Linked DNA regions of Mus musculus: regions 2, 3 and 4 are each linked to region 1. A link is a contact called in public HiChIP or PLAC-seq, Micro-C and capture Hi-C data. All regions are on one chromosome and are shown on one strand. Each heading gives the region's core, a stretch centred on a gene start, on an enhancer-like site or on the middle of the called end of the contact. The rest is flanking DNA. Distances are from core to core; before and after follow the strand shown.

What was found. Hi-C and Micro-C count contacts between places; a contact is called where the count stands out from the background. HiChIP or PLAC-seq counts read pairs in DNA pulled down with a chosen protein or histone mark. Capture Hi-C pulls out chosen DNA fragments and counts their contacts.
Region 2: a contact with region 1 is called in a capture Hi-C map of embryonic stem cells, with 6 times the contacts expected there. The contact joins the promoter of Slc22a16 here to the promoter of Ak9 in region 1. A contact is called at or near these places in 4 of 39 promoter capture datasets (3T3-L1-derived adipocytes, cranial neural crest, embryonic stem cells and 1 more), 6 of 115 datasets of contacts at active chromatin or transcription factors (astrocytes, embryonic stem cells, large pre-B cells and 1 more) and 2 of 9 other capture datasets (adipose tissue and embryonic stem cells).
Region 3: an H3K4me3 HiChIP or PLAC-seq map of forebrain shows a contact between it and region 1, with 4 times the contacts expected there. The contact joins the enhancer-like site here to the promoter of Ak9 in region 1. A contact is called at or near these places in 2 of 39 promoter capture datasets (cranial neural crest and stem cell-derived epiblast-like cells), 1 of 484 Hi-C or Micro-C datasets (cortical neurons) and 4 of 115 datasets of contacts at active chromatin or transcription factors (embryonic forebrain, embryonic stem cells and forebrain).
Region 4: a Micro-C map of embryonic stem cells shows a contact between it and region 1, with 3 times the contacts expected there. The contact joins the enhancer-like site here to the promoter of Ak9 in region 1. A contact is called at or near these places in 2 of 39 promoter capture datasets (embryonic stem cells and liver), 7 of 484 Hi-C or Micro-C datasets (CD4 T cells, embryonic stem cells, neutrophils and 2 more) and 1 of 115 datasets of contacts at active chromatin or transcription factors (stem cell-derived neural progenitor cells).

The regions. Positions count from the first base shown.
Region 1 is chr10:41,300,846-41,306,534 of GRCm38.p6, forward strand. Ak9 (adenylate kinase 9) reads left to right here and starts at 3,089. Exons shown (of 40, transcript NM_001370813.1): 1 at 3,089-3,160. Fig4 (FIG4 phosphoinositide 5-phosphatase) reads right to left here and starts at 2,396. Exons shown (of 23, transcript NM_133999.1): 1 at 2,142-2,396. The coding sequence starts at 2,207.
Region 2 is chr10:40,567,891-40,573,579 of GRCm38.p6, forward strand. It overlaps Slc22a16 (solute carrier family 22 (organic cation transporter), member 16), which reads left to right and starts at 2,472. Exons shown (of 8, transcript NM_027572.1): 1 at 2,472-2,631. The coding sequence starts at 2,579.
Region 3 is chr10:40,602,997-40,608,685 of GRCm38.p6, forward strand. It overlaps Slc22a16 (solute carrier family 22 (organic cation transporter), member 16), which reads left to right. Exons shown (of 8, transcript NM_027572.1): 8 at 522-1,136. The coding sequence ends at 950. Among named protein-coding and RNA genes, the nearest start is that of Ddo, 24 kb to the right of the region's middle. Within about 2 kb of position 2,220, at least 7 of the 459 cell types and tissues checked have an H3K27ac peak or open chromatin away from gene starts, as enhancers often do. A contact at or near this core is called in cortical neurons and forebrain, where this site is marked.
Region 4 is chr10:41,828,548-41,834,236 of GRCm38.p6, forward strand. The region is part of intron 1 of Sesn1 (sestrin 1); the gene reads left to right. Among named protein-coding and RNA genes, the nearest start is that of Sesn1, 21 kb to the left of the region's middle. Within about 2 kb of position 2,119, at least 24 of the 459 cell types and tissues checked have an H3K27ac peak or open chromatin away from gene starts, as enhancers often do. A contact at or near this core is called in embryonic stem cells, regulatory T cells and uterus, where this site is marked.

The DNA of each region.
Region 1 (5,689 bases), core at 1,839-4,338:
CTTGGCATCTAAGCCTCCAGGTGACTGCACCACAGGTGACATTTCAACTGTAACTTCTGAGACCTTCAGGCAGATCCGATCAGACTCTCAGTCTACTGAAATTACTATCTAGATCCACTAACCTGGGGGGTAACTTGTTGCAATAGGTAAGTCACGTAAGACCTGCATTAGTTGTCCTGGCAAGTTTTATATCAACTTGACACAAGCTAGAGTCATATGAATGGAAGGAACCTCAGTTGAGAAAATGCCTCCATAAAATCCAGACGTAGGACACTTTCTAACTAGTGATAGATGGGGGAGGGCTCAGCCTGCTGTGGATGGTGTTATCCTTGAGCTGATGGCTCCTGGAGTCTATAAGACAGCAGGCTTAGCAAGCCTTGAAGAGCAAGCCAGTAAGCATCACCCATCCATGACCTCTGCATCAGTCCTGCCTCCATGTTCCTGCCCTGTTTGGGTTCCTGTCCTGACTTCCTTCAGTAATGGGCAATGATGTGGGTGTATAAGCTGAATAAATTCTTTCCCAAGTTTCTTTTTTTTTTTTTTTTTTTTTGGTTTTTCGAGACAGGGTTTCTCTGTATAGCCCTGGCTGTCCTGGAGCTCACTTTGTAGACCAGGCTGGCCTTGAACTCAGAAATCCGCCTGCCTCTGCCTCCGGAGTGCTGGGATTAAAGGCGTGCGCCACCACGCCCGGCTCCAAGTTTCTTTAGTCATATTTGTTTCATCACAGCAATAGTAGCCCTAACTATATTATAAATGAATTTAATATAAAACATGATAACATAAAGGCTAAAACTGTGAATCTTTTCAGTGAGACAAAGCAAAATATCATCATGGCCTGGGAACAAGCAAAGAACATGAAAAGCAGTAAGCACACACACACACACACACACTGAAAATAAGGGTCAGAAAATCTTGCCCATGTTTATAAATCTAGCACTGGGGAGGTCAAGACAGGAAGATTATGATTTTGATACTATCCTATACTCTCTCCCTCTCTCTCTCTCTCACACACACACACACATATAGTTAAGTTAAATTTCATCAAAATAAAACACTGGTGTGGAAACTTGGTTTAGTGGGTAAAGATTCCCAGGGCCCACTGAAAGCCCCACACAATAACACATCTCTGACCCCAGGGTTGGGGGTGCGGCGTATAGACAGGTAGAGCCTGGGCGAGGGACACTCATTGGCCAGCCAGTCTAGCAATATGGGAAGCTCCAGATTTAATGAGAGACATCTAGGGTCAACCCCTGGCCTCCAAACTCCTCCACGTGGGCACACATACCCACACACATGTACATGCACTACACACACACACAAATAAATTAAATTAAATAAAATTTCTAACAGGGTTTGTCGTCCTCAGCAACCGAGTTTTCATGGGTGCCACTGAAGACTTGTGGGAAAAGAAATTCTGTTTTATAAAGAATAGCATCTCAGCCAGGGCCTCAGAATGCTCAGCTTACCGGTGGGCTAAAATTCCCATGTGACAGTTTATTTACTCTCCTATTGAAGACTAGCCACAGTTCACTGAATATACCAAACGAGATACTCACACCCTAATATCATAGTGAAGGCCAGATTCAGATAAACCACACTATAGCAACTTTGTTTCCCAAGCACAGAAATGAGAAAAAAATAAGTTCTATTAGCACCGCTCTGCAAGCCAGAGAACTATTAACAGATGCGTCCGGGTCACAGAACCTCGAATCCCAGCAAAACAGTGCATGTGATTAAGACCAATCACGGTGATAGTATACCATGAAATCGCAAAATAGAAGCTACCTGGGCCAAGTTCACATTTTTTTTCATACCCCCTGACTTTACTGTAAGGAGTGGACTCAAGAACTTCAAGATTATGGGAAAGCAGAAAAGAGGAACTCTTTCAGAAGCTGTGTGCAGTTCCTGTGTGCCACAGCACCTGTCTGCACGCACTTCTTCCAGCCAGCCACATGTTCCTAAGCAAGACAGACCTGCAAACCATCCAGTGCTTGACTGCATGGCCCTGGCGGCCGAGCCTGCAGCGGCGCTGGGAGGAGAGGAGGGAGTACGGGGTGCTGCCTCTTCCCGACGACCCCACAGGGTGCCCCGATCCCCGCAGCGCAGTCCTCCCGCCCCGTCCCGTCGTTGTGGGTACTCACAGCTCTGGTCTCATACAGCACCAGCTTCTGGACCGAGCTGATGATGGGGGCAGCGGCCGTGGGCATGGCTCCAGCCAATGGCGGCCCCGCCACAGGGCACCAGGCCGCGGCCCAGGTCGTGACAGCGGCGGGGTTCCCCCTGGAGACAGAGCGAGGAGACCCCGCAGACCTCCAGCACACCAGACACAGCTGACAAAAACAGTGTCAGAACACCAAACGTTCAGCAGCGGGCTCGCCGGCTGCTTCCGGATTCCCTCAGCCCCGCCTCCCAACCAGCCCAGCCCAAACCGGAGGGGCGGGGCTACAGGATCACGGGGTTGCTGAGGGCGGACGCTAAGGGTGCCATCTTTCTTAAGGGCAGGCAAAAAAAAAAAAAAGAAAGAAAGAAAAAGAACCTGACTTATGTTGACCTTTAAAGAAAAGAAATCAGATGATTGGGTTCTCCTTTTGGAGCGGTTTCTCCGTGTTGTAATTGGTCTGTTTCTTCCTATATACTCTTTATTTTCCCGAAACCTGTCTCCTGGATGCCTGTGATTTTCCCCTGTTTTGTCGCCTATTTTATCTCCACGAAAGTCAATAAAGTTAATATTGTGGCTGTATGGCCCACAAATCTTTCTTAATTACATAAATGTGGCGCCTTTGGTATTTGCACATTTTATGTGTGAGGCTAACGGTCTGAATTCTAAAAGGGACCGTGCTGTGTAGGGCGAGCGCGCTGCTGTTAAGAGTCAGTTCTAGTTAAGATAAGGTTTTCGCGTTTGCTGTCTGGGCATAAGTAGGTAATATATGCACTCGCTCTGTTGGTCACCTCTACACTTTGGGAAAGGTGTTTTATAATTATGACTACATTTAAACACAGGCTTAAGAATTCACTTTGAATTACAGCTCCACCTCCCGAGGCCCCGCCCTCCAAGAGGCTCTGCACGCCGCCCACAGGTTTCCAAGGCAACCGCCTAACAGCTACCTAGAGCCTCAGTAGAGCCTCAGAAGATAGCTGCTGTCGCGTCCCCGGTCCACAGGTAAGCAGAGGCAGGGAATTGTCCACATTCTGGGTGCATTTTGCCATCAGTTGCAGGAAAGTACACTTCCGGCGGGGACCCCACACCAGTTGCTTTTCTTGCAAAGTTAAACCACGATCTCTTCATAAATCGACTTTTCAAAACCAGTTCTCCTTTTAGCTAAGGTATTTATCTCACAAATGCGGACTAAAGACTTGCCTGCCCCAAAGGGTAACAGTGGCCGCTAAAGTAGCACAGGCAGGAAGTGCTAGGTTTCACAGGGACCCCTCGCTATATTCCAGAATTCACCGCTAGAGGGCTCTCATACTGAAAAGAAAAAGGTAATTATTAAAATACAAACAAATAGCTGAAGAGGATATTAAAGTTTGCTGTAGATTCAAGGCAGGACGTTACAAGGTTTTTAGAGTATGATTATCTATTATCTATTATTGGTTTTGTTTCAGTTTGATATATCTTTTTTATTGAGAAACTAGAAAGAAAGAGGGCAGGAGTCTCAGTTATGGCATTTTATGCTGGTGGGGGGGTGGGGGGGTACGTGCGTGTGCGTGTAAGCCAGAGGCTAAGCCAGCAAGCCCCAGAGATCCACTTATCTCCATCTTGAACTGCATCTTTTAACTTTTCCATTTCACAATGGAAACCAGCTCTTCCCAATGCAAGCTAAACATCTGCAGAGCATTTTGGTTTAGGAAAGTCACTTTTTAAAAATAAATAGTTCTGATTTTCAAATATTGTTTTCCATTATTATTTTATACTACAATGGAGCACTTCCCTTTGAGAATTTTCTTAGTTTACATCACCCAGGAGCCAAACTGATAACAAACAAATGTGCCAAGTTGTTTCTATAAGGGTGATCCCAGGAACAGAAGCTGGGCAGGGAGGGGCTCTTGGAAAAGGGGGTATTGTCACACAAGCTTCTCTGTCAGCTAAACTCACTGGGAAATGGGGAGTACATACCTTGGAACCATTCCCTTTCGGGGGAGCAGGCGGGGAGGGACGTTGTGTTTACTCGCCAACTCCCGTGTATTACTGGTTGAAGCCTGCTAGGCAGAGCTCGGTGTCTTGGAACTTCCAATTTGCCTGAGCTCAAACAGAGGGGACGTGGCAGCTGGAGGAAGTTCATGGACAGAGCCCACATGCTGGTATCCAAAAGTCCAGCAGTGACCTAGAAAAGTTGCCTGACATGCATGAGGAGAGATCTGCTGTACTCCACCCTGTAACCACTCACACCCACTGTCCCCACACCAAGGTCACACCAGCCCAGCCCATCACCAGTCCCTGAAGACAGTAACTCGAGAAGTTAATGAGGTCAGCTGCAAAACCCCAGGTCTCTAACCGCTCACTCATCTCCATCTCTAACATTTCTAGGTCTTCCTTACTCTTGGTCAAAACTAATGTGAGTCTAAGCTGCTTGCCCTGCTTCCATCCCTGTGTCATGGCATGAATATACATCCCAGAGAATCCTGAGTTTAAGATTACCTTTGCAATCCCAACTCTATCATACCAAACCTGCCTCCCCTGCCAGTACAACTCCTCATGGACTTGTGGGGCCCGAAAGGGACCAGTTGATAACAATCGTTTTAGTTTTGAAAAACCTTGACTGAGATCCTTGATACAACCATCTCTCCTAGCAAACAAATCCAGTCTGCTATCACCAGAGTCTAAAACTGTGAGAAATTTCCCAAATCAATCACAATTGCCCAGGTCAACCACAAGGTGGTGGGGATAAGATCCACTTCTCCTGTTTCTTGGCTCAAAGCATTTTTCTAGTTTTGAAGTACACTGGCTGTCTCTATCCCGTACAATACTAAAAAGTGCTGTACCAGGACCTTTGAGAGGTCTGTCCAACACACCAGTGACTTCTAAGTGAGCTGGGATGTGTGTGGTAGAAAAAGTAAATCTCACATTTACACACGCATCTTACAATCTTTACTGTAAAGAAAATCCTTTGATTTAATGCAATATTATATGAGCTTCGTGATGATAAATGAGACAGCCCAACCATTTGTTAGCTGTGCTGGCCTACAGACTACAGATAGGGAAGGCACACTCACCTTCCCCCACCCCCATGTCACTGGTCCCTCACAGTGGGAAGAATCCTGTATAGCCAGTCTGTCAATGATAAGAGTTCTTGCTCCTCAAGAGATTGTATCATACCAAAGTCTTAGCCTCATCTCTGTGGAGATGTAGAACATCGGTTGTAGCGACTACTGTGAAGGAACCTTACTAAATCATGGCATAGTCTTAGCCACTTCATCCCTGCCACCATAGTTTTTCCATTTAGGAACCATTAGGAACTAGGAGGAGCCAAGAAAGACTGGCAGGCATCTACTGGATAATCATCTTGCTCACCTGTTTGTTCAGTACATCTTCACAGGTGTATGCTTTGTGAGTGGAATTCGTTTTCTATGCTGCAGAACAGATTGCTACAAATTGAACATCTTAAAATGTTTATTATCTCACAGTTTCCATTGCCAGGGTCCCTGGCATAGATCAGAGGGGTCCTCTGCAATCAGGTGTTAACTGAAATTG
Region 2 (5,689 bases), core at 1,222-3,721, 730 kb before region 1:
GATACAGAAAATGTGGTACATTTACACAATGGAGTACTAAGCAATGATTAAAAACAATGACTACATGAAATTCACAGGCAAATGGATGGAACTGAGTGAGGTAACACAGACACAGAACACACATAGTATGCACTCACTGATAAGTGAATATTAGCTCAAAAGCTCACACTGCCTAGGACCATATGGAGTGTAGAAGGAAGAAAGCCCATGCTTTAGTCCTGCATGAAGAAGTGAACAGGATGACTGTGGGAGGTGGAGGGAGAGGGGGACCTGGGAGGGAGAGAGGACAGGAAGGAAATAAGGGGGCAGGATCAGGAACCTGAGGAGATGTGAGAGAGGCACAGAGGGTCAGGAAGTTGAACAAAAATATGTGTCGGGGGGCATAAGGAACTGGGGGTAGCCACTGGAGTCACCCCAGGACCCAAGAGGATTGACTTTAGCTGAAATGTGCAGAGAAGGGGGAAATAGAACCTGTTGAGACCACCTCCAGTAGATAGGCACGACCCCTGGTCAAGGGATGGGGCCACTCACCCATCTCAAAAATTTTAACCCAGAAATGTTCCTGTCCAAAGGAAGAGCAGGGACAAAAAAATGGAGCAGAGACTGAAGAAGGCCCAACCAGGGACTGCCCCACCTGGAGATCTATCATGTCTGCAGACACCAAACCAGACACTGTTGCCGTGGTCAAGAGGCACTTGCTGACAGGAACCTAGTGAGGTGTTTACTGGGGAGGTCTGGCCAGCAACTGACAAATGCAGGTGTGGATGCTTGGAGCCAACCATCAGACTGAGCTCAGAGAACCTGATGGGGGAGCTGGAGGAAGGACTGGAGGGGGTTTGCAACTCCATTGGAAAAACAGTACAGACTGGCCTGACCACACAGTTCTCCCAGAGACTACACCACCAACCAAGGAGTATACCTGGAGATATACTTGGCTCCAGATGCAAATGTAGCAGAGGATGGCCTTGCCTGACAGCAACGGAAGGGGAGGCCCTTGGTTTTGGGGAGGTTTGATGCCCCAGCATAGGGGAATGCTGGAGTGGTGGAGCAGGAGAGTGTGGGTGAGTGGAGGAGCACTCTCATACAGGCAAGGGGGAGGAGGAGGGCAGATGTGGGATGGGGGATTGGTGGTGTGGTAACCAGGAAGTGGGATATCATTTGACATGTAAATGAATGGAATGATTAAAAAAAAAGGGTGGAGATAGTGATGGAGAAGTATACAGAAGAGTCAGAGGGGGAGAGAGGGAGGATGGGGGGAGGGGAGTGGGAGAGGGAGAGAGGAAGGGAGAGAGGAAGGAGAGGGAGAGATGAGAGGAGAGGGGAGGAGAGGGGAGGAGAGGGGGAGATATTCTAAGAGGCAGAGGTCAGGGAAGACGGTATCAAAAGCAGCATCTTCTGGGTGTGGCAAGACCATCATACTCTGCAACTCAACCGCGGCTGTGATTCCTGTACAAGACCTGCTTAAGATCAAGCTAGAAAACACTTCAGCATGCGGTGGGCGGAGCTCTTCAGTTTAGAGCCCTGACTGAGGAGTGAGGGAGAGTTGTTGACCTCTGGGAAGGCTGATTACTACCTATGGGCAGTGCAAATTTGACTAGTGGTTTTTTGTTTGTTTGTTTCTTTCTTTGTGTGTGTGTGTGTGGGGGGGCACTAATTGGACAAATTAGAGGTGGATGGGGAGGTGGACCTGGAGGAATTAGGGGGAGGAGAAGGGGATGAATATAATCAAAATACATTTTATGCATATATAAAATTCTCAATTAATAAAAAAGGTATATTTTTAAAAGAAGTGCTGTTTGAAGAAGAAGAAAAGCATGGGGGTGGGCAGAGAAATATACTGTGACAAAGTTCCTTTTCTTTTGAAATCGTGTATGTGTTATGCCTGAATTCGTGCTCCTAAGTGCGGTGCCTGTGGAGGCCAGAGTTGGAGGATGAGAGGTGGGCGCAGCAGGCAGAGGCAGGAAGCTCTTGGGTTGGACCAGGCTACCTCGGCTACATAGCTAGACACTATCACAAAACAAAACAAAACAAAACAAAACAAAACAAAACAAAACAAAACAAAACAACATAGATACATAAATAGACCTACAACCCCCCCCCCCCCCCCCGCCCATCCCCACTCCATGAAACAATAACAAAATCATTCCTGATTTCACTTCAGGTCCGCTGAATCTCTGGGAGTGGAATAATAAATGTGTACTTAAAACCCACCACACAGTGGATTCCTAAGCATGAAAGTTTAGGGAGCAAAGGCGTGTCCTGCTGAAGATGGGGTGCTTTTGAAGTCCCCAGACCAAGCCAGGGGCTCTGCATTTCCTAAACTTCCTAGAAGTGTTGACGCCTCCCTGAGTTGTGGGGTCATGGGAGCAGGATGGAGAGGGTGGGAAAGCATCCAGCAGGAGTTGACGCACGTGCAATGGAGCAGCAGGATGTGCCTCACGTGGCATCCCTGAGACGCTTGGACTGCTGGGAAGGAAGGAGGGCGGCCTCCCCAGCAGGGGCACCCAAGGCCACGGGCAGGTGAGGCGGGTCGGGTGCGGTGCTCCAAGTCCAGGGCGCTCAGCACTGCCACCCGGACATGGAGTCCTGCAACGTGGAGCTGATTTTTGACCACATAGGACACTTCGGCAGGTAGGGAGACAGAACAGGACATGGAGCCAGAGTCGGGTGGCACGTGATCGGGGCGCTGAGGTGTCTGTTTCTGTCGGTTGGGATAGGTTCCACAGCTTCTCAACCCCCTATTTGCCCAATGCATGCACAAGTCTGGCCAACAACCCATGACCTGGCTTGTCCTTTTGTCCATTGGCCACAGGAGGCGCCGGACTCTGCTTGGACTTGGCAGGTGCAGGCAGTATTCGCACCCCTTCGGGTCAGTTGGGACTTGGTGTGCTCTCTGGACCACCAACTGGGGGAAAAAAACACTATTGGAAGGCACGGTCCCAGGTGTAGAAAACCCCCCAGCCCAACCGTGTTCTTTTCCACTGTCCAGGATGAATACCTATATGTACCCTAGAGTGCTTTCCCTTTGGGCCTGGCAGGTTTTCCTGGCTGATGGTTAGCCTTTGCTTTCATATAGATACCCAACGTATGCATGCATCCCTTAATTTCATGGTCACTGCAAAAGGCAAGTTGGAGTCCATGTCTGAATGACTGGGAAATGGAGGCAGTGTGCTCATAGAAGACCCATAGCAGACTAACGTGGGGGTGAAGGATCAGCTCTCACATAGGAACTATAATGGGCCTGAATGTTTCATTTACCACCACACCATCTGAAAAACTGGGTGAACAATGTACCTTAGATGCTTACAAATAACTGTAGAAATACATGTTGCAGTTAGAAGTGGTCCGCATATGTAGCCCTAGTTCTGGGAAGGTGACAGAAAGCTCCTGGCCAGCCTAAGCTACATAGGAAGATACCACTTAAAAGTGGGGGGCGGGGTTGGGAGCTGGAGAGATGGCTCAGGGGTTAAGAGCACTGGTTGCTCTTCCAGAAGACCTAGGCTCAATTCCAAGCACCCACACGGCAGCTCACCACGGCAGCTCACAACCGTCTGTAACTCAGATCCCAGGGAATCCAACATGCATGGGTACAGACTCACATGGATACCCGTTCACATAAAAAATAAAGGCTAAAAAATCTTTAAAAAGGTTAAAAATAAAAAGAAAAGAAACAATAAAAAGAAAAGGTTACCCGAGGTTTCTACAGACACTCACCTACATGGCAGATGGTAATAATGTCTCATTTTCTCCTTGTGTTCAGGGAGCTAATTAAAGCAATCATAGAAGTTAGTGTTTAGTTACAGTTTGAGGTTAAAAACCACTCAGTAGCCAGGCATGGTGGCTGGTACTTATAATCCCAGCCCTTGGGAGATGGAGGCAGGGACTGCTGAGTGCTTGAGGCCAGTCTGGCCTCCACAGTGAGTCCTAGGCCAGTCTGGATTCCAGTGGGAGACAGCTGGGCATGGAATCTGTACCACTGGGTTACTCAGGCACCATGCTGCTGTCCCCAGGCTTGCTCCATGATGGTGAGCGGGTTGCAGGGGGTGGACCTGGGGAGCAGCTTGCAGGAGGGAAGGGCCAAATGCTCACAGCAGAAAGTGAGGTCAGCCTGATAGATACCACCTCCTGTTTTCTCCCTCTGCTCTAGTCGGTCCTTCTGTTGATTTTGAGTTAACTTTATTTTGTGTGTGAATACGCATGGGCATGTGGAAGCCAAAGGTCAGCTGTTGGGTGTCCTCCTGGGTTGCTCTCCATTTTATTATTTTAAAATTTTAATTAAACTTATTTATATGTATATGTGCATGTGTGCTTTGTGTGTGTGTGTGCTTTGTGTGTGTGTGTGTGTGTGTGTATGTACAACAAGGCCAGAGTGGCTGTCATATTCCTTTGGAGCTTGAGTTAATGGCATTTGCTAGCTCTATGTGGGTAGTGAGACAGAGAACTCTGGTCTTTTTGTATGTCAGTAAGAGCTCTTAACCATCTCGCCATCTCTCCAGCTCCTCCTTCATACTTTTCAGGTTAGGGTCTCTCACAGAATCTGGAGCTCACTCAGAGGCTAGGCATGGCCAGTACAGCCTCAGGGATCCTCGGTTCACCCTGCCAACACTGATAATACAGGTACCTGCTGGCTCACCTGGCTTACCAAATGGGAGCTGGGGATCTGAGTTCAGGTCCTTGTGTTTGTGCGGCAGGCGTGGCAGGAATGGCTTTATTTGGCTTCCATATCTTGCTTGGGTCATAGTCCACTGAGGGAAGCCAAAAACTCAAGGCCGGAACCCAGAGACAGGAACTGAATTGGAGCAGAGCCCATGGAGGGGTTCCACTCCTGGCTTGCTCTTACATGGCTTGCTCAACCTGCTTTCTTATATAGCCCCAAGACCACCTGCCCAGGGGTAGCACTGAATGGGGCTCTCCCATATCAGTCAAGTTAAGAAAACTCACCATAGACATGCCTACAACAGGCCAAAATGATGGCATTTTCTCAGTTGAGACTTCATTTTTCCAAATGACTCACACTTGACTGTATACTGCAGCTTTTTGAGTAAAAACTTAATACCACTGGATTCCGCATCTCCCAGGCTGTTAGTGTGTGCTTGGTTAACTTTAACCAATTGCCCACTGACAAACAGCCAGGCTCTCACTGTTTTGCAGTTAGAGGCCCAGAGGCCACTGTGTTACAAGACATCAGAATATTTTCCTGTCAAGGATCTAGCAGAATGAGCAAACTTGCTGTTGACTTCAGGTCACACCGAGAGGTTTTATTACCTTCAAGGGGAAATGGTGACACTTGGTGCTCAATTGCTTGTTGAAAAGTAGAGATATTCTCATGTTCGGTTTGAAAAAAATAGTAAATATGAAGTTTTCTTAGGTTAAATTGGCTTTCTGACGACTTCCTTGTTGGGCAAAGGTTGTTTGCTCAATAAACTTGAACTAGCTTGCAACCTTGTATGCTGGAATGACTTAATGGGCATGGAACTAAAACTTAGTGAATGTACTTGAAAACACACACACACACACACACACACACACACACACACACACACACGAGAGAGAGAGAGAGAGAGAGAGAGAGAGAGAGAGAGAAGCACCTGCAATTATTTCTGTATTTACCTATCTATAAGCATATAAGTGTACTAAGGTCAATCTGATGGAAACCCATCGTATTTACCTGTGTCCTTTCCCCACTGAT
Region 3 (5,689 bases), core at 970-3,469, 700 kb before region 1:
GTCCCAGGGGTCAGAGACTCCATGACAATGGATGGTGCAGTGTACTAGTTCCTGACGAGTGTTCAGGGTTGACTTAACTCGAGCCTGGCTTCTATAGATTCTGGCATCTAGAAAAAGATGCAAGACTCCCCCACCCCCGCTCCCGCCCCCACCCCCAGACCCCATTCCCTTTGCCATAGTTCCCAGGGCAGAGTTTGCAAGGGAAGTAATGCAAGCAGGAGCTGGCTCTTCCTCTCCGCCAGATGCTTCTCAGTGGTTTGTGAATGAATGAATGAATGGAGATTAAGCTCCAATGATGCTAAAGTGAACTCCCAGCCTAACACAGGCACCTAAAGACCTCAGCAAACACATTAACGTCTAATGTCAGTCCCAACTCTGTTGCTGTCTGAATCAGGTCCGGTACTTCTTATTCTCTGAAAGTCACATTTCTTTTTTTGTGTGTAACTGTTATTGCTATTTATTTATTTATTTATTTATTTATCTATTTATTTATCTATATGTTTATTTAACATATTGTCTAGATTTTATTTGGGATCCTGGCCATACTGAGTGGATTGTTGTCATTGAAGCTTCCAGAAACCCAGGACACACCAATGAAATCTACTTGGGAGACGACTGAACAGCAGGTGCCAGAAAACAAGGATAGTTTAGGCGAAGGCCCTCCTGATAGTTTTGAGAGATGGGATTCAAGCAGAGCCCTTTCTTTTGCTGAGAGGTGGGGTTTAAGCAGAGCCTCTCCTGATGCTGAGAAGTGGGGTTCAGGCAGAGTCCCTCCTGATGCTGGGAAGTGGGGTGCAGGCATAGCCCCTCCTGTGACTGAGAGGGGTGCTTCAGGCAGAGCTTCTCTTGAAGATGAGAGTGGGGGTTCAGGCAGAGCCCCTCCTGAAAAGAACACTGAGATGGAAAATGAGATAGAAAACATGAAAGTGAGTAACCTGGGGGGATTCTGATGGTGATAAATAAATATCTTCCATGGTGCCCAGCACCCAGGATGTTGGCATCAGTTACTTTGTGTTAGAGAGGTGTTATTCTTCCTTTCCACATGTTACTTATGTATCTGCATAAAAAATGTGAGAAAGTATTAAACACTGTTTTGTAAAAGTAAATGAAATAAAACCAGTATGTGTTGGAGAATGGCTTTGTGCACTGTGTATTCAGATGTTGATTTCTTTGCCCAGAGATTTGGTTACAGTACAGACCGTGGGATTGTCTTGATTACTAAATCATCTCCTGTATCAATGTTGTATAAAGACTGCTCCCCAATTTTCTCTGATTTGTTAATAAAAAACTAATCGGTCCATAACTGCGCAGAGAAGGCAGGGCCAGGACCAGGGTCCCAGGAAGAGAGAAGTAGGAGAAGGACCACGGGGAAAGAGAAGAGGTAGAGAGACCATGTGGAGAGCTGGGGTTGAGGCAGAGGGTCCAGGAGGAGTCATGATGAGCATGTCACCAAGGGATTTGCCATGAGGACACACATGGAACAGAATAAGCCAAGGTGAGACTCAGATTGAAGGTAAAGGGCTGTGTGAGTGGGAAACAGGTAGCTGAGAGGGTTAGAGTAGATGAATATCTGCTAGTCATAGTGCTTAAAGCTTGTTAATCATAGGGTTCTGTGTCAAGTATTTGGGAGCTAAAATGGGTTAGAACAGGAACAGACAAGCCTTACATCCTTAATTACTGTGTTTATTTGGCACCCAACATGGGGGCATAGAATCCAAGCCTGGTGAAAGGCAAGAGAACAAGCACTCCCCAGGAACAGAGCAGGTTCCTAGATAGACACAGGACCTGCCAAGGGATGAACTCCTGTGCCTGAAGATTAGCACTAGCACCCAGGAGGCAGCGACTTGTAATGGTTTCCTAGCAACAGCTCTGGGACAAGCCTGCCTTCAGCACATACTAGCATCCCAGATTCATGTGCAGCTCTAAGGTTAGCCACGAGCTAACACAGCTGGTGGGTTCCAGGGCTGCACTGCGTTTCTCCCAAAGCATCTGTGCAAAGTGGGAAAAGCCTGCTGATGGGGAGGGGCCAGGCATCGGGAGAGCAGTGCCCCAGAGCTGGGAGGATCACAAGGCTGATGGGGATAACAGAAGCCTCTGGCAACCGGGAGCCCCAGATCAGAGGATTAGGCTTGCCATGACCTGGCAAACACCAACTCAGCCCAGTGTAGCAGAGTGGCATGAGAGCTCAAGACAGATGGCAGAATGCATGGCAGCCCAGAGAGGTCCCCAAACACAGATGCTGCAGTTTCTACCTCTCCCTGTGAGTGGAAAGACAGGGGCAGAACTAATCACTGCAGTGTCCTAACCTAAACAGCAGAGGGAGACGGAACACACAGAAGAAATCAGATTTGTGCTTGAATGCTAAATTAAAAGAGAGAGAGAGAGAGACTGGGTATAAAACATCATAGACAAATAAATAGTTTGAAATTAACAAAATGAAGTTCATAAAGAGAAAAATAACTTAAAAAGAACAGCCACATAAAGATGGAAAAGAGTTTAAGAAAACTTATGTACAGGAAACAATATTAAGCTTAGAAAGCATTAAGAGAGAAATAAATAAATACACCTGGAAGATAAGTCTCTAAAACAAAGAGAGAGAAAAATAAACTGAAATCTCCAGAGGAAGGAGAAACTTAGAGAGATTAAAAAAGGAAATATTTTCCATGCAAAAATATGGAAAACACGATAGAAGAAGGCATTTGGACCCCATATAGTTTTGTTTTGACTGTCAACATAAAAATACTTATATGTTCAGTAGTGGTACAATTTTATATATCCCTTTAAAGGAAGATCAAAATAATGCAGACTTAGATCAGGAGAGGACTGAGAGATGGAACACTAGTTACAGGCCATAGTACAGAGGTGAGAGGATTCTTTAAATCAGAATCACAGATCTTGAGAAGAACTCAACCTGGATCCTACAGTGACAGCAGAAAAGATAGTTCCAGATGAGAAAAATCCACACAGGCTTGAGGAAGTAGATGAGCAGCCCATAGAGATACAATATCCTAGTTAAGGATCTAGATTCTCCTTAATGATGCTACCTTAGAGCAGTGACATACACTAGATTACATGTTTTGTAGACATTGGATAATTAATATATGTACATATGTTAATGTATCATAAAGTTGATACTCAGAATATCAGAATGATTCTGCTCTGAGTTCTGAAAAGGCTGATTCTGAGACTGCACATTTATTAGAGGCGATGGCTTTCTTGGAAAATGTCTTTACAGATTGAACCTGATGATATGTCAAAATGTGTATCCTTTAGAATACAACAACTTTTCAGACATATGGCATAAAAAATGTTACAGATGTATCTTATAATCCTACAGGTCAAACAGTTATGGAGAGATCTAACAGGACTTTAAAGGAAATGCTCACAGAACAGAAGGGGACTATGGAATGTCCCACAGATAGATTAAATAATGCTTTATAACACAGCTGCTGAGAAGCACTGGACTGCTGAATTAGATCAGCATAAACATGTGGTAACCTCAGAATGGGAGGCAGGGAATGTGTTGCATTGGGGAAGAGAATATACTCTTATTTCATCAGGAAAATCTATGGATTCCTTCAAAATGAATAAAAATCAGATTAGACCAACTGAGACCTCCTAAAGATTGTGACTGCAGTCAGAAAGAAAGAAATCATGAAGACCAACAAAACAGGTAACTATTGTTGGTCCCTCTACTTGGGAACAGCTCTGAGACTGGCTAAGACGTGAAATGTCTTTAGTTAAAACTTCAACAAAGCATAGCCAAAAAATCTTGTTGGCTACATGGTCATCAAGACTTATCCATGGGCAGGGGGCGGCACTGGGCAGTGGTGACCCAACATTTAATCCCACCACTTGGGAGGCAGAGGTAGGTGGATCTCTGTGAGTTCAAGGCCAGCCTGGTCTACAAAGCCAAAGCTACACAGAGAAACCCTGTCTCAAAAATAAAACAAAAACAAAAACAAAAACACCCAACCCCCCCAAAACAAAAAACCAACCAACCAAACAACCCCCCCTCAAACCCCCAAAACCCAAACCAAACCAAACAAACAAAAAACAAGACATGGCATGGATAAAAATTTATTAGCTTGGTTATATATCCAAGCTAACTTATAAGAGAAAGGCAGTTGTGTTACCTGCTCATACAGAAAGCAAACAAACAAAAAAGCAACAAAAAACAAAACAAAAAAAAACATCATTAGTTAATTGTGCACACTGCAATTCCATACATATGTTACTGCAGAAATGTATATTACCTGTGAAAGTTTATATGTTTATAGACACCAATGAAGTTAAAGCAGCCCTGACAAGATACACCGTGAGGATGCTGAAAAGGATGCTAAAATATTAAGACACATTTATGCTGGCATCCTGCTTCATCCAACCCCAGACTACCTCATTAACTGTCACATCAAAACTTGCTTCCAGGACAGCTTCAAAGTTCCTGAACCGAGTTGGTCCAGCCTCTCGACGGTTCCAGGCAGGACTTCATTTAAGGCCTGAACTTTTTCAGCACACAGAGACTGGACAACAAATGTTGTCCATCTTTCTTAAGACTGGCCAACATCCCAATTTTCTTTTGGCTTTCAAAAGAAACCAATGCCACCAGACAGCAGGAAACAATTTAAAGAGACCAACACCTCCATTCCCAGGAGGTGGGTTTGGATGGCTTTTGGTCATTTATACGGTGATGAACATCTGTTGTTGTTAAAGGAAGGTTGTAGGCATAAATGTTTTGCAACCTACCTTTGTAGTGTTCAACCTCTCCTCTAGCCCACCACCCACCAGAGGTAGTGGAATTAGGATATGGGGGAAGTGGACCTGTTCAGCCATAGTTCTGTGGGTTGAGCTCTATCTTCTTTGGCAGCAGCTCAGTCCTGTAGCAAACACCAAATATGACTCAGCAGCTGTAGACCAGTCTTTTAGGCAGGCAGACACCACACACAAACCAGCAGCTTCAGTCCATTCCTCTAGGCAGGCAGACACCACGCATGAACCAGCAGCTGTAAGTTTAATCCTGAAGAAAGCCCTCAAGGCTTGTCAACCGGCCCGAGGTGAGGCCACAGAAGCTGCAACCCGCATCAGGAACCCCAGAACAGTTCTCGGGTAAGTTTCTTTCTGGTGTCACCATTAGTGGAGATCATCAATGCTATGTAAGGTGAACCAATACATATGTGTCGTTAGTAAAGAATTGGGAGGCAGAGCAAACCAAACTGATGCTTAATGCTCATCTCCCACTGTCTGTGGAGTCATATTTATACTCCTTCTTCATGGGTTCTTCCAAACGTTTGCTATATCAAAGCATTCTTTCACCTGTGTCTGCTGCAGGAAAACATTCTTTCATTCTTTTGCTGAGCTGCACCCTTACCACACCTTCTACAAATACCAAAGGCTGAGGTCTTCTGGAGGAGTCTCATGAATGCAGAAAAAGTCTGACCATAGAATGGAAACCATCTTTTGGGACAGCTTACTGTGCTTTGTTGCCTCAGAGGGTCCTGCGGCATTCTTTGCTCTGGGCTCAAGGCTCCGGCTGTTGCTCAGGAGTCTCCCAAGTCTCTCTGGGTGTTCAGCTGAACTCAAAGAACAGGTGCTTCCTCTGGAGGTGGTCCCAAGTGACGTTCTCCTCTGCCAGATGTCGCCTGCCCTCTTTGGTGTTTCTGTCCAATGTCCTCTGCTTTCTGCAATATTG
Region 4 (5,689 bases), core at 869-3,368, 530 kb after region 1:
AGATTACTGAAGGGCAAATGGCATGGGAAGAATACCGTAAGGCAGGATCAGTGGGAGGCAGTCTGAAAGTAGCCTACTGTAACAACCTCTCCTGGGACTAGGGCATGGGAGGAAGGGCTCTCCCTCCATGCTGTGGAGAAAGCTACAGTTGACCGTACGTGTGTGGAGAGGAGTTAATGAAGAGCGTAATATCAAAGGGTTAGTATGGTACTGATCTGACTCCTCCCACACTTGTAAGCAATCTCCAGATAAAGAATTTTCTGCCATCTTCACCAGTGGATGCTGAACTCAGGCCCTATCTCCTCCTTTGCTAGGGTCCACCAAGACTCAGGAGGAGAGGTCTACCTGCCTCTGGTATCATCTTCCTCTTCCTCATTGCCTCCCTACACACATTGCTCTCCTTCATGCCTGTGTAGTTCAGGGAAACTTCCCAGTCTGCTCTTGGCCAAAGGGCAGGAAATGGCAGATGTCTTTCTGTCACCATTTGGTGGCTATATAATGAGATACACATCAAGTCTCACCTGTAGTGAAAATGAATGAAAAACTCTCAGACTTTTATAAGCATCCTCAAGTTAAAAAAAAAAAAAAAGAATGGGGTTGAATATTTTACCAATCAGATTTCTGTAGTCAATAGACTTCTCAAATTGAAGCTGGTTGTGGTGGTCTGAATATGCTTGGCCTTTGGGAAGTAGCACTATTAGGAGATGTGGCCTTACTGGGAGAGGGCCTTGGTAGAGGAAATGTGTTACTGTGGAGGTGGGGCTTTGAGGTCCCACATACATGCTTAAGTCTGATCAGAGTGAGCCAGAGTCCTCTCCTGGCTGCCGTCGGATCAAGATGTAGCCTTCTCGGCTCCTCCTCCAGAACCATGCCTGTCTGCACACTGCCCTGCCCCCACCATGATGGTAATGCACTGAACCGCTAAAACTGTAAGCCAGTCCCAATTCAATATTTCTTTATGAGAGTTACCTTGGTAATGGTGTCTCTTCCCAACGATGAAACCCTAACTAAAACACTGCTGTGTATTACTATCAACTTAGTCATGTCTGAAAGGTGGAGGTAAAATAATTTCTTTATGCTATAAGCCCTAATCTTTATCATCTTTAGTTGTTTCAGAACCACCAGAAATTATTATATAATTGATAGAAATTTGAAAAATTTTATCCCACTACATATAATATGTTGAAGTAAGGGCCTTCCTTCAATTATAGAGAATACTAATTTTAATAAGAAACATTTTCTCATGTCATTTTTAGTATAGTCATCCCAATGGTTCAAAAATTAAACCATTTTCAAATTTATTTGCTGTTTATAAATTTTAATTGGTATTTTTGAGACAAACATGGGCTGGTCTAGAAGTTACTATGTAGCCCAGGCTGACCTTAAACTTGAACTTACAACAGTCCTCCTGCATCAGCCTCCCAAGTGCTGGAATTATAACTATGAACCATCAAACCTAGCTTTGTACAGTACTAGGCAGCCACTTAAGGAATTCTGAGCAAGGACTGTTCCACCAAGCTGCACTCCATTTGTTTGTTTGTGACAAGGCCTCATGTAGCCCGGGCTTGCCTTAAGCTCACTACATAGCTGACGATGACCTTGAACTCCTTATACTCCTGCTTTCACTTCCCACATGCTGGGATTACAAGTACCACCATTCCCACCTCCCAATTTTTAAATTTGAATCTGAAGCAAAGTCTTGCAAAGTTGCCCAGGCTGACCTTGAACTTTTGATCTTCCTGCCTCAGCATGTACCTACAATGTAAACCTAAGTTTACAACAATAACAGAACAACTACTTGTTGTAATTAAAGCTATATGGATGTGTTTTTCCTCTCTTCTAATGTCTTCTAGAACTCTCCCTTTTTGAGATTTCAGATGGTACTACCAGTGAGTATTCAGAAGATGCTAACAATACTAGTGATAAGGTGCCTGAGCTGAACAAGTTGGGTGTTTTGACATTATGGGCTCCTGGGTATGCACTACTTCACTGCGAGCCTTACATTGGAGCCAGCAGCTGTTATGAAAACTGAGGTGGCCACTAAAAAGATACTGAGTGGGTAGTGTATGTGGCATGTGGCATGCACACTCTGGAAAAGAGTAAATCACAGGCCTGGCAGCATGGTATGAGATCACTTCTCAGAATAGCACGTGATTTAAAATTTACGCATTGTTGATTCTGGATATGGCTGACCATGACTAGCGATTATAAAGCCATAGAAAGAGAAGCCAAGGATACAAGGGGAATGCTGTGCACCAGATTCTATTCACAGAATGATTCTGCAGGAAGTAGAACTTTAGGGTACTCGGAAGTAAGTTTTCTCTAGTATGGTACATATGTATGCGCGCATGTACTAGCGTCTAAAGCTGCAGATGTCTGATTTTCCTTATAGTTACCTTTCTTTTGAAGACTCTGGCCATTAATGACAGTTTTCCACTCACTTTACATTTTTGTGCCCGCCTGCCTCCTTGTTCACCAAGGACATTTCCTGAGTTCTCAGCAGTTAGCTGCTGTGAGCACTAGGTGGCACTCTGACTCAACTCAAGTCTAGTTTGTCATCAATTTTGATGCTGTAGGCCTCAAGAGAAGATGTGTGTACAACTTAAGAACATTTGTGTTTTCAGTTGTCTTCTTTTAGAGGGAGTCTGAAAGGAGAAAGGAGATAATTCCAAGTTTAAATATCCAAGCTTAACTGGTGATAGTATTGATCTCCTCTTTCACTTACTGTCTCAGACTGTTCCAGGTACCTGCACAGGTATCTGTGTGGAAGAGAGGTGGAGAAGACTGCTGACCTCAGAGCCCATAGTCTAGTTAACTCGCCCCCCCCCCCAGATGCTGTTCTTGGGCCTGTGGCATGCACTCGCTGCTTTTATCCAGTCACTCAACACAAGGAGCGTGAGCTGGAGAGGTAGATGATCTGACTAGACCATCCAGCTGGGCAGGTACACAGTTGGGCTCAACGCATATGTGCTCCTTGGAGAGTAGTTTCTGGGAAGATGAGAACATGAAACCAGTAAAGCAAACATTCTCTCCCCCATCCCTGTCTCTCGCTCTATGTATATATATGTGTGTGCACATGCACATCTGTCTGTCTGTCTGTCTGTGTGCACATGCGTATAGTGGTTGTGAGTGTGCTGACATGGGATCTGAGAATGGACCTCACATTCTCTGCAGAGAGTAGTGGGCAGTCTTAACTGCCCCAAACTGATTACCAAAGGAGACTTGTTCTTGTTTTCCAGGAAGCAAAGCCAAGACTTGTTCTGGGAGAGGCTACAGCTTAATGGTTCAAATTGAAGATTTTGGCTTTTTAGGATGTTGTGTGACCCATCAGTTACAGAGAAAACAGTGTATTCTTGCATGTACTTTTGGGGGAAAACCCAAGTGTATCAATTTTTCAAAGAGTACCCTCCATAAAAAAATTGAGAAGTTGGGTGTGGTGGTACATGCCCAACATCCTAACACTTGGGGGTGGGTACAGGAAGGAAGGTCAGAAGTTGAAGAGCATCCTGGGCCATTAGGTGAATTCAAGGCCAGCTTGGGCTACCTGAGACCTTGCCTCAGAACAGCAGCAGACCACCTGAGCTGCCACATGCACAGGACACTTACTTCCTGAAACTGTTAGAGAAGACTTTTTACAATTGAAATGTGAGAGCCTTAAGCCAGCAAAAGTACACTTTCGTGAGAAAGCACCAGCTTGCTGCTCTTGACGAGGATGCTCATTGCATGGGGCTGAACTTTTCTTAGCTAAGCAGCAGGTCTCCCAGGCATGCAGGTCACAGGCAGAAAGTTTCAGATTTGATTCCAGAATGTGGGACAGAGCTGAGCACAGCACAGCTGCAGCCTTGGTAATGTGAGACAGACAAATACGCCACGGTCCAGAGCTGCCCCTGCCAGACTGCTGTGCACACACACTGGCTCTTGCTAACGCTCTACGGGGCAAGCTAGTTAGTGCTCTAAGTTTTAGTTTGTTGATGTTTGTCTTGTTTGGGGAATTATTTTTTAAGTTAAAAAGGTTTTAATGTTTTGTTTTGTTTAGATTGGTTGTATTTGCTTTCTGGGCTTGTGTTTGTTTGTTTTTTCAAGACTGGTGGTTTTCTCTGTGTAGCCCTGGCTGTTATGGAACTTATTCTGTAGACCAAGCTGGCCTTGAACTCACAGAGATCTACTTGTCCCTGCCTCCCAAGTGCTGGGATTAAAGGTGTATACTACCACCACCTGGCAATCCAACTTTATTTTTTTTAACACACAGAAACATTATATATGCATCCACATATATAAACATTACATTGTGTTTCATATATGCATTATATTGTCTTTAAATCAACTTAAATATATATTTTTTCTCAAACATTATTTTTGGGAATTCTATAATTTTGTGCCTCTCTGCCAACCTATTCTCTTCTCCCAACCCCAAGCTTCTGTTTTACAGTCAGTAACATAAAGATAATAGCATATTGATCTTTGTAAGGCATTAGCCCTGTGCCTCCTTTTACTTTGTAACAGTTTTTAAAGAGGAGAAGAAGCAAGCAGGCATGAACTATAAAGCCAAGACTGGTACTCAGTTCTCTGAACCTCAGTCTCTCTCTATCTTGGCCAGGACTGCAGTTGTGTTCTTCCCTTCCTAATTCCATGCTGCTTGAGATTGTTATGTTTTTTAATTACTTGGGATTAATAGTGTATGCTCCATGAAGATTAAGACCTGTCTGTTCATTGCTTAGTCTCTTGTCTGACACTAGTGCATATAAGCAGGTGTGTGAATGAATGGATACATGTTAGCTATTATTATTACTACTTGACAGTTTGTACCTAGCTTCCTACCTATCTGCCAGGACCAGCTGGAGCTGCCTGTCTTTAAATGGGGTGAGCAAGCCAGGAGAGAAGGCCCCTTCTTAAGCAGGTGGCTGACCTCATCTTTTAAGGAAGGTTCTTTTATAAGCCTCTTTTCTTCAGATACAAGCAGTCTTTGTATTGACTAGGAGGGCACTGGAAATGCTGACTCTCAGCACTTCTACTAACATTTCTTAAAATTTCTAAACCAATTTTTAACTTTAATTCATGTTTACAGTTTGAGGAGTACCATGATGAACATTTAAAAATTCTGGAATTCCTAGGTGTAGTGGCTTGTGCCTACAATCACAGAACTCGGAAGTTTAAGGCCAGCCTGGGCTGCATATCATAGCCCTGTGTTAAAAAGAAAATGTTAATGGGAAAAACACACACGTACCAGTAATGGAGAGCTAATACAGTATTTTAGGTCAGTAGTTAAATTTTCAGGTTTGTGGTTTGGGGTAATAATTCCTGAGTCATAAGCTTTGGTTGTCTTTGACAAAAGAAGATTCCAGCTAAGAACAGGAACAAGACCATGGCTATATACCTTTCACTGGCCCCTGTAATATGGTAGTTCTAGCCAGTATATGGTCTGTCTATGCTGTGTTCCAACCCCAAGTCCTACCCCATAAAATGTGGCACCCTCCCTCCCTTTATATCAGAGCTCTGTATACTCCTTGCATCTACCCTATGTCCTCCAACACAGTCTAGAGGTATGTTCATGGTTGTTGGGATTAGCCGTTGGAAGGACAGGCTGCTGCACTTGGACAAACTCCATGTCCTAGAAGTGTAAGGGTAAGGAGGGGTTGGGGTTCAAGCTGTCTAGCTGTGTAAGAAGAGCTAAACTGCAAGCCTAGTGGTT